Linked DNA regions of Sus scrofa: region 1 is linked to region 2. Evidence: chromatin contacts called from public HiChIP or PLAC-seq data. All regions are on one chromosome and are shown on one strand. Each heading gives the region's core, a stretch centred on a gene start, on an enhancer-like site or on the middle of the called end of the contact. The rest is flanking DNA. Distances are from core to core; before and after follow the strand shown.

Evidence for each region. HiChIP or PLAC-seq counts read pairs in DNA pulled down with a chosen protein or histone mark.
Region 1: a contact with region 2 is called in an H3K27ac HiChIP or PLAC-seq map of alveolar macrophages. The contact joins two enhancer-like sites. A contact is called at or near these places in 4 of 47 Hi-C or Micro-C datasets (alveolar macrophages, differentiating spermatogonia, liver and 1 more) and 1 of 2 datasets of contacts at active chromatin or transcription factors (alveolar macrophages).

The regions. Positions count from the first base shown.
Region 1 is chr2:6,893,972-6,896,871 of Sscrofa11.1, reverse strand. No RefSeq gene overlaps it. Among named protein-coding and RNA genes, the nearest start is that of CDC42EP2, 8.6 kb to the left of the region's middle. Within about 2 kb of position 1,306, at least 1 of the 83 cell types and tissues checked has an H3K27ac peak or open chromatin away from gene starts, as enhancers often do. A contact at or near this core is called in alveolar macrophages, where this site is marked.
Region 2 is chr2:6,784,689-6,787,722 of Sscrofa11.1, reverse strand. All of the region lies in intron 2 of LOC102163816 (a long non-coding RNA gene), which reads right to left. Among named protein-coding and RNA genes, the nearest start is that of SCYL1, 53 kb to the right of the region's middle. Within about 2 kb of position 1,547, at least 36 of the 83 cell types and tissues checked have an H3K27ac peak or open chromatin away from gene starts, as enhancers often do. A contact at or near this core is called in alveolar macrophages, where this site is marked.

The DNA of each region.
Region 1 (2,900 bases), core at 57-2,556, 110 kb before region 2:
CCTAATGGGAGCCTAGGTCCCCCAGGCCCACCAAGTCTGTGTGAGACTCAGTTTCCCCATCTCTAAAGTGGAGTCAGTGGGGAGTTCCACTGTGGCACAAGGGGATTGGCGGCATCTTAGGAGCCCTGGGGTGCAGGTTCAATCCCAGGCCCAGCACAGTGGGTTAAGGATCTGGCATGGCCGCAGCTGTGGCTTAGGTCACAACTATGGTTTGGATCTAATCCCTGGCCAGGAACTCCATGTGCCACGGAGCAGCCAGGAAAGAAAGAAAAAAAAAAAAGTAGTGTCAATGATACCTACCTTGCAGGGTTGTTGAGAAAATTGGGATAATATTTATTAATTTGCACGTGGAAGGTATTCAAAAATAGTTACTGTGGGGTTTCCCTGGCGGCCAAGTGGTTACGGATCTGGTGTTGTCACTGCCAAGGTGCAGGTGCAATCCCTGGCCCAGGAACTGCCTCATAGCGCAGGTGGAGCCCCCCCGAAAAGTTACAGTGTGTAACGTAAAGGAACCTGGGGCCTGGAAAAGGCAAGACTGCGAAGCCAGAAAACAATGGCTTGGAGTTTGCTTGCAAGGCTGAAGCTGAGGCCATGGGAGCTGCTGAAAGAGCTTAAGCAGGAGACACACATGGTCAGACCCAGGTTTTAGAAAGGGCACCGCCCAGGCCAAGTGGGAGATGGACCAAAAGTCAAAGAGGAACAAGCCGATACGGGAAGAGACCTGGCCCTGCTTGGGGACAGTGGGGACAGAGAGGAGGGGAAGGTGGCTGAGGTGGGGCTTGGGGTCTGGAGGCAGGCGCTGGCCCCACTGATGCCCTCTTCCATTCTCCGCTGTTTGTGTCCCATCCTCTCCACCCTACAAATCTCAGACTCCACCTCACCTCCAGCCTTTCCTGCCTCTAGGCAGAGATGTCATACTAGAGGCAGAGGCAGAATTAGACCAGGAGATATTTTTCTTGGCCACACTGCCTTTTGGGGGCGGGGGTGTGTGCGTGCTTTTTTTTTTTTTTTTTTAATTGTGGTAAAACATAAATAAAATTGTCCATTTTAACCATTTTTAAGTGCGTGGTTCAGAGGCATGAAGGACATTTGTGTTATTCTGCAAACATCCCCACCATCCATTTTCAAAGCTTTGGGCATCCTCCCAGCGTGAAACTCTGTATCCATTAAACACTAACTCCCCATTCTTCCTCCCAGTGCCCCGCACCCACCCTTCTACTTTCTGTCTTTGCGAATTTGCCCACCCTAGGGACCTGATATGAGTGGAATCATACAGTATTTGTCTTTTTCTGACTGCCTGATTTCACTTAGCATAATGTCTTCAAGGTTTATCCATGCTGTAACATGTCTTGAAATTTCCTTTTATTTTTTCTTCTTTTTTATTTATTTATTTATTTTTTAAGGGCCACATCCACGGTATATGGCAGTTCCAGGCTAGGGGTTGAATCAGAGCTGCAGCTGCCGACCTACACCACAGCCACCGCAACGCCACATCCGAGCCGAGTCTATGACATACACTGCAGCTCACAGCAATGCCAGATCCTCTCACCCACTGAGCGAGGCCAGGGATCAAACCCACATCCTCATGGATACCAGTTGGGTTTGGAACCCACCAAGCCACAATGGGTGCCCTGAAATTTCCTTCTTTTTACAGGCTGAATAATATTCCATTGTGTGTATATTCCACATTTTGTTTTTCCACTCATCCATCAATGGACACCTGGCTTGCTTCTACCTCTTGGCACTTGTGAATATTGCTGCTGTGAACATGGGTGTACAAACATCTGAGTCCTTGCTTTCATTTCTTTTGTGTATACACACAGAAGTGGAATTGTTGAATCATATGATCATTCTATATTAAATTTCTTGCGGAAACTGCCATTTTCCATAGAAGCTGCCCAATGTTACATTTCTACTAAACTTTTTTTGTGGAAGTATCAGGCCAGGGATGGAACCTGTGCCACAGAAGTCACCAGAGCCACGGCAGTGACAACATCTGATTCTTTAACTGCCAGGTCACCAGGGAACTCCTTAATTTTTTGTTTGTTTGTTTTCTTTTTAGGGTCATATCTGCGGCATGGAAATTCCCAGGCTAGGGGTTTTGAGGTAGAGTTGTGGCTGCTGGGCTACACTGTAGCTATAGCAATGCCGAGCTGCATCTGCAACCTGCAACACAGCTTGTGGCATCCAAATTTTTAATCCACTGAGCAAGGCCAAGGCTCAGACCTGCATCCTCATGGATATTAGTCGGGTTCTTAACTCTCTGAGCCATGACAGGAACTTTTTTTTTTTGTCTTTTTGCCATTTCTTGGGCCACTCCCGCGGCATATGGAGGTTCCCAGGCTAGGGGTCCAATCAGAGCTGTAGCCGCCGGCCTACGCCACAGCCACAGCAACGCAGGGATCTGAGCCGTGTCTGCAACCTACACCACAGCTCATGGCAACGCTGGATCCCTAACCCACTGAACAAGGCCAGGGATCAAACGAGAACTTCTAAACTGAAAAGTTTGCCATAATTTAAAGAGTAGGTGTTGCACTATCTCCAGTGAGATTTGAACCCAGGTCTGGGAGACCCCAGAGCTTGTACTCCACTGCACCCCTCTCCTCCCACAGGGGTTCAGCTTCAGGCCCTGCTCACACGTGGAGGCAAAGGGTGGGGAGCGGAAGGGCCAGCATCCTCTGGCCTGCAGGCTTCCTCTCAGTGCTTGGGTGGCTTGTCCCCATCTGCCTGGGAGGGGATGACCAGAAAAAGGACACCTTCCCTACAGCTTCATCCAGCTGGAAGGCAGCACCTCATGCTGGACATGAGGGGAAGCCAGAGTGGCCACGAGAGGGGGACATGCTTGTCCTGGGTCCTTGAAACTGCTGCTCCTCCCCAGCTCCATGCCCCCAGCCCTGCAT
Region 2 (3,034 bases), core at 298-2,797:
CCCATCTGCCCTCTGTCTCCTCCCCAGGAGGAGGGATGCCTGCTCTGGGGGATCTCACCATAGATCCCATTCCCACCCAGCCAACCACAGGTTCAGCAGACCATGAGGTGTGGGAGTGGGCTCTTCCACCAATGCCAAGGGCAAAGGTGCTGGATGCTATTGTCCTCACAGTGCACCTGGAGGTCCCCGAGAGCCTTCACGCTACCCCCATATCCTGGGCTCACATGGAGTGGAGGTGCTAGCACTCAAGACACAGCAGGAGTTCCCTGGGGGCACAGTGGGTTAAGGACCCAGTGTTGTCACTGCTATGGTGCAGGTTTGATCCCTGGCCCAGGAACTTCTACAAGCCATGGCACACTCTCAACACCTCCACTCCCAAATAAAGGATGGGACACAGTATGTGCTTTGAGGGCTCTGGGATGCTGCTGGCATAGCAAGGAAGAAAAAAAGGGATGAGGAGTTCCCGCTGTGGCACAGTGGGTTAAAGAAGCTAACTGCAGAAGTTCCCGTCCTGGCTCAGTGGTAATGAACCTAACTAGTATCCATGAGGACATGGGTTCAATCCCTGGCCCCATTCAGTGGGTTAAGGGTCCCATGTTCCCATGAGCTGTGGTATAGATCAGGCTCAGATCCTGCATTGCAGTGGCTGTGGAGTAGGCTGGCACCTATAGCTCCTATTCGACCCCTAGCCTGGGAACTTCCATATGCTGCAGGTATGGCCCTAAAAAGTCAAAAAGAAAAAGAAAACTGAGGTACAAAGATCATGTGACTTGTCCAAGGTCATAACATTATAAGTCATACAGAACGGAGCTGAGATTTGAACTCGGTCTGGCTACAAAGTCTGAACCATTACACAAGGCCAAGATTTAAAGTTTTCAATATTTAAGTCTATTTTTCTGGGACCAACTTACCTAGTTATTTTTACCCAGCTTCACTGAAATTTAGGGCTGGGGAGGGTTAAATTCTGAGTTGTAGATTTTTTTTCTACAATTTGTAACTTAACTATTCTGCCTTAAGGACGCTCTTCGAGTATTTCTCTTTCCAGAACCAGAGTCCAGTGCTGGACTAGGCCTGAAGGTTACAAGAAAGGGACTGCAAAGCTGGGGCACCGAGGCTCTGGGACCCACCGATCCGGGCAGTTTCACCTCCACACCTGCCTCCTTCCCCCTGCCTAAGTGAAATAAGGCAGCCGCACCAAATGTGCTTTCAGTAGCTGCGGCCAACTGTGACCTCCGCCGCCTCCCCATCCTGGGCGAAAACCTCTGCTAGCCACACCTGAAGCCACGTCATACCGTCTACCCTGTGCGCCCCAAAACCCTGTCTCTGCTTTTAAAAAATGTCATCTTGAAGGAGAAAAACTCATTGTTCCGAGGTCCCGACAAAAATCTGGGCCTTCCTAAGAGTGCTAGACCTAGCGGCTCCCATCATTTCCCGCGGTCCACAGTCGGGCAGGGAGCCAACTTTCCAGCTCACCAAGTGCCGGACGGAACACGCGCGCAGCCACCTTGGCCAACCCCTCCGAAAGCCTCGGCGCCCAGGCCGGTGCCCGCGCCTGCGCAGATCGTGGAGGGGCGTGGCAAAAGGAGGGGGTGTGGCCCCAGTGGAAGGCGTGAGAAGGCTCGCGGCAGGGACGCACTGCGCCCCTAGTGGCGGATATGTTCGCGCCCGCTTCTGAATTGTGTTTCCACGGTTACAGCGGCGTCGCGAGACAGGGTCCAGGTAAGATCCTGGTAGAACGGAACCGTGAAACCTGAGGGACTGACGGCTGCAGGGCTCCGAGGACCAGGAAGCAGGTCCTGACCTGCCCCGCTTGTGCCCCTCGTACGGGCTCTGGCCAGCTCTGCCTCACGATTCTCCTAAGAATGCGGTCCGCTGCACAAGCGCCCTTCGGACCCAAGAACTGTCCTGTACTCCCACCCCTCTCACCCTACGTCTCCCCGCTCCTGACCTCACTCTTCTCTGTCAGGTCGCCAAGATACAGCTGTTTGTCCACGTCTGGGAGCTGCATGCTCTTGAAGTGACCGGCCTGGAGACAGTTGCCCAGATCAAGGTAGAGCTAATAGAGTATCCCTGAGCCGTCCGCCCTTTGCCAGTCCTCCTGTGGCTTCCTCAGAGAACACTCTCCACTCTCCCTTTCCTTCCCAGGCCCATGTAGCCTCCCTGGAAGGCCTCACTGCTGAAGATAAGGTTGTTCCTGTCGTGTCTCAGTGGTTAACGAATCCAACCAGGAAACATGAGTGTTGTGGGTTCGATCCTGGGCCTCGCTCAGTGGGTTAAGGATCCAGCATTGCTGTGAGCTGTGGTGTAGGTCGCAGGTGCAGCTCGGATATGTGTTGCTGTGCCTGTGGCATAGGCTGGTGGCTACAGCTCTGATTCGACCCCTAGCCTGGGAACCTCCATATGCTGCAGGTGCCACACTAAAAAGACAAAAGACAAAAAAAAAAAAGAAAAAAAAAATTGCAAATGGAAGTTATTGAGCTTCAGTGTCTACAGTCCTGAAAACGAAGTGTGATGACGTCAGAATACCAGAGTTCTCCAAGTACCTCAGCAAGAGTTACTGTAGATATAGAAACCATTGAGCAAAGTTTCTGTCCATATTGGGAAGTATCTGTGTCTGTGAACGGCTGTTTTTTGTTAGGAAATTGAGTAAAGCTAAATTTTGCTCCCAAAGCAAGATTGAATTCTACACATTGCAACTTGAAATATGAGACCACCAAGATGCAGAGAAAAAGATGTCAGGGCTCTGATCCAAGTCAAAGGAGTAACAGATGATGAAAGAAAATTTTAACAATTAAAGATTTGTATTTTTCAACATGTATTTCTAAATTTTATCTTTGAAATAGCCAGTACTATACATTTTGTACATTATATGCTTACACTGTGGTTCAATAAAATATTAAGCTCAAGTGGTTCTGGTTTTTTTTTCCCCCCTGGATATACCTGACCTGTTATACTTGTTTTTGTAACCTACTTGGCTAATCAACTTTGAGACTTCAGCTTAATGGAGTTAGTTACCACAATTAGTTTTGATGTA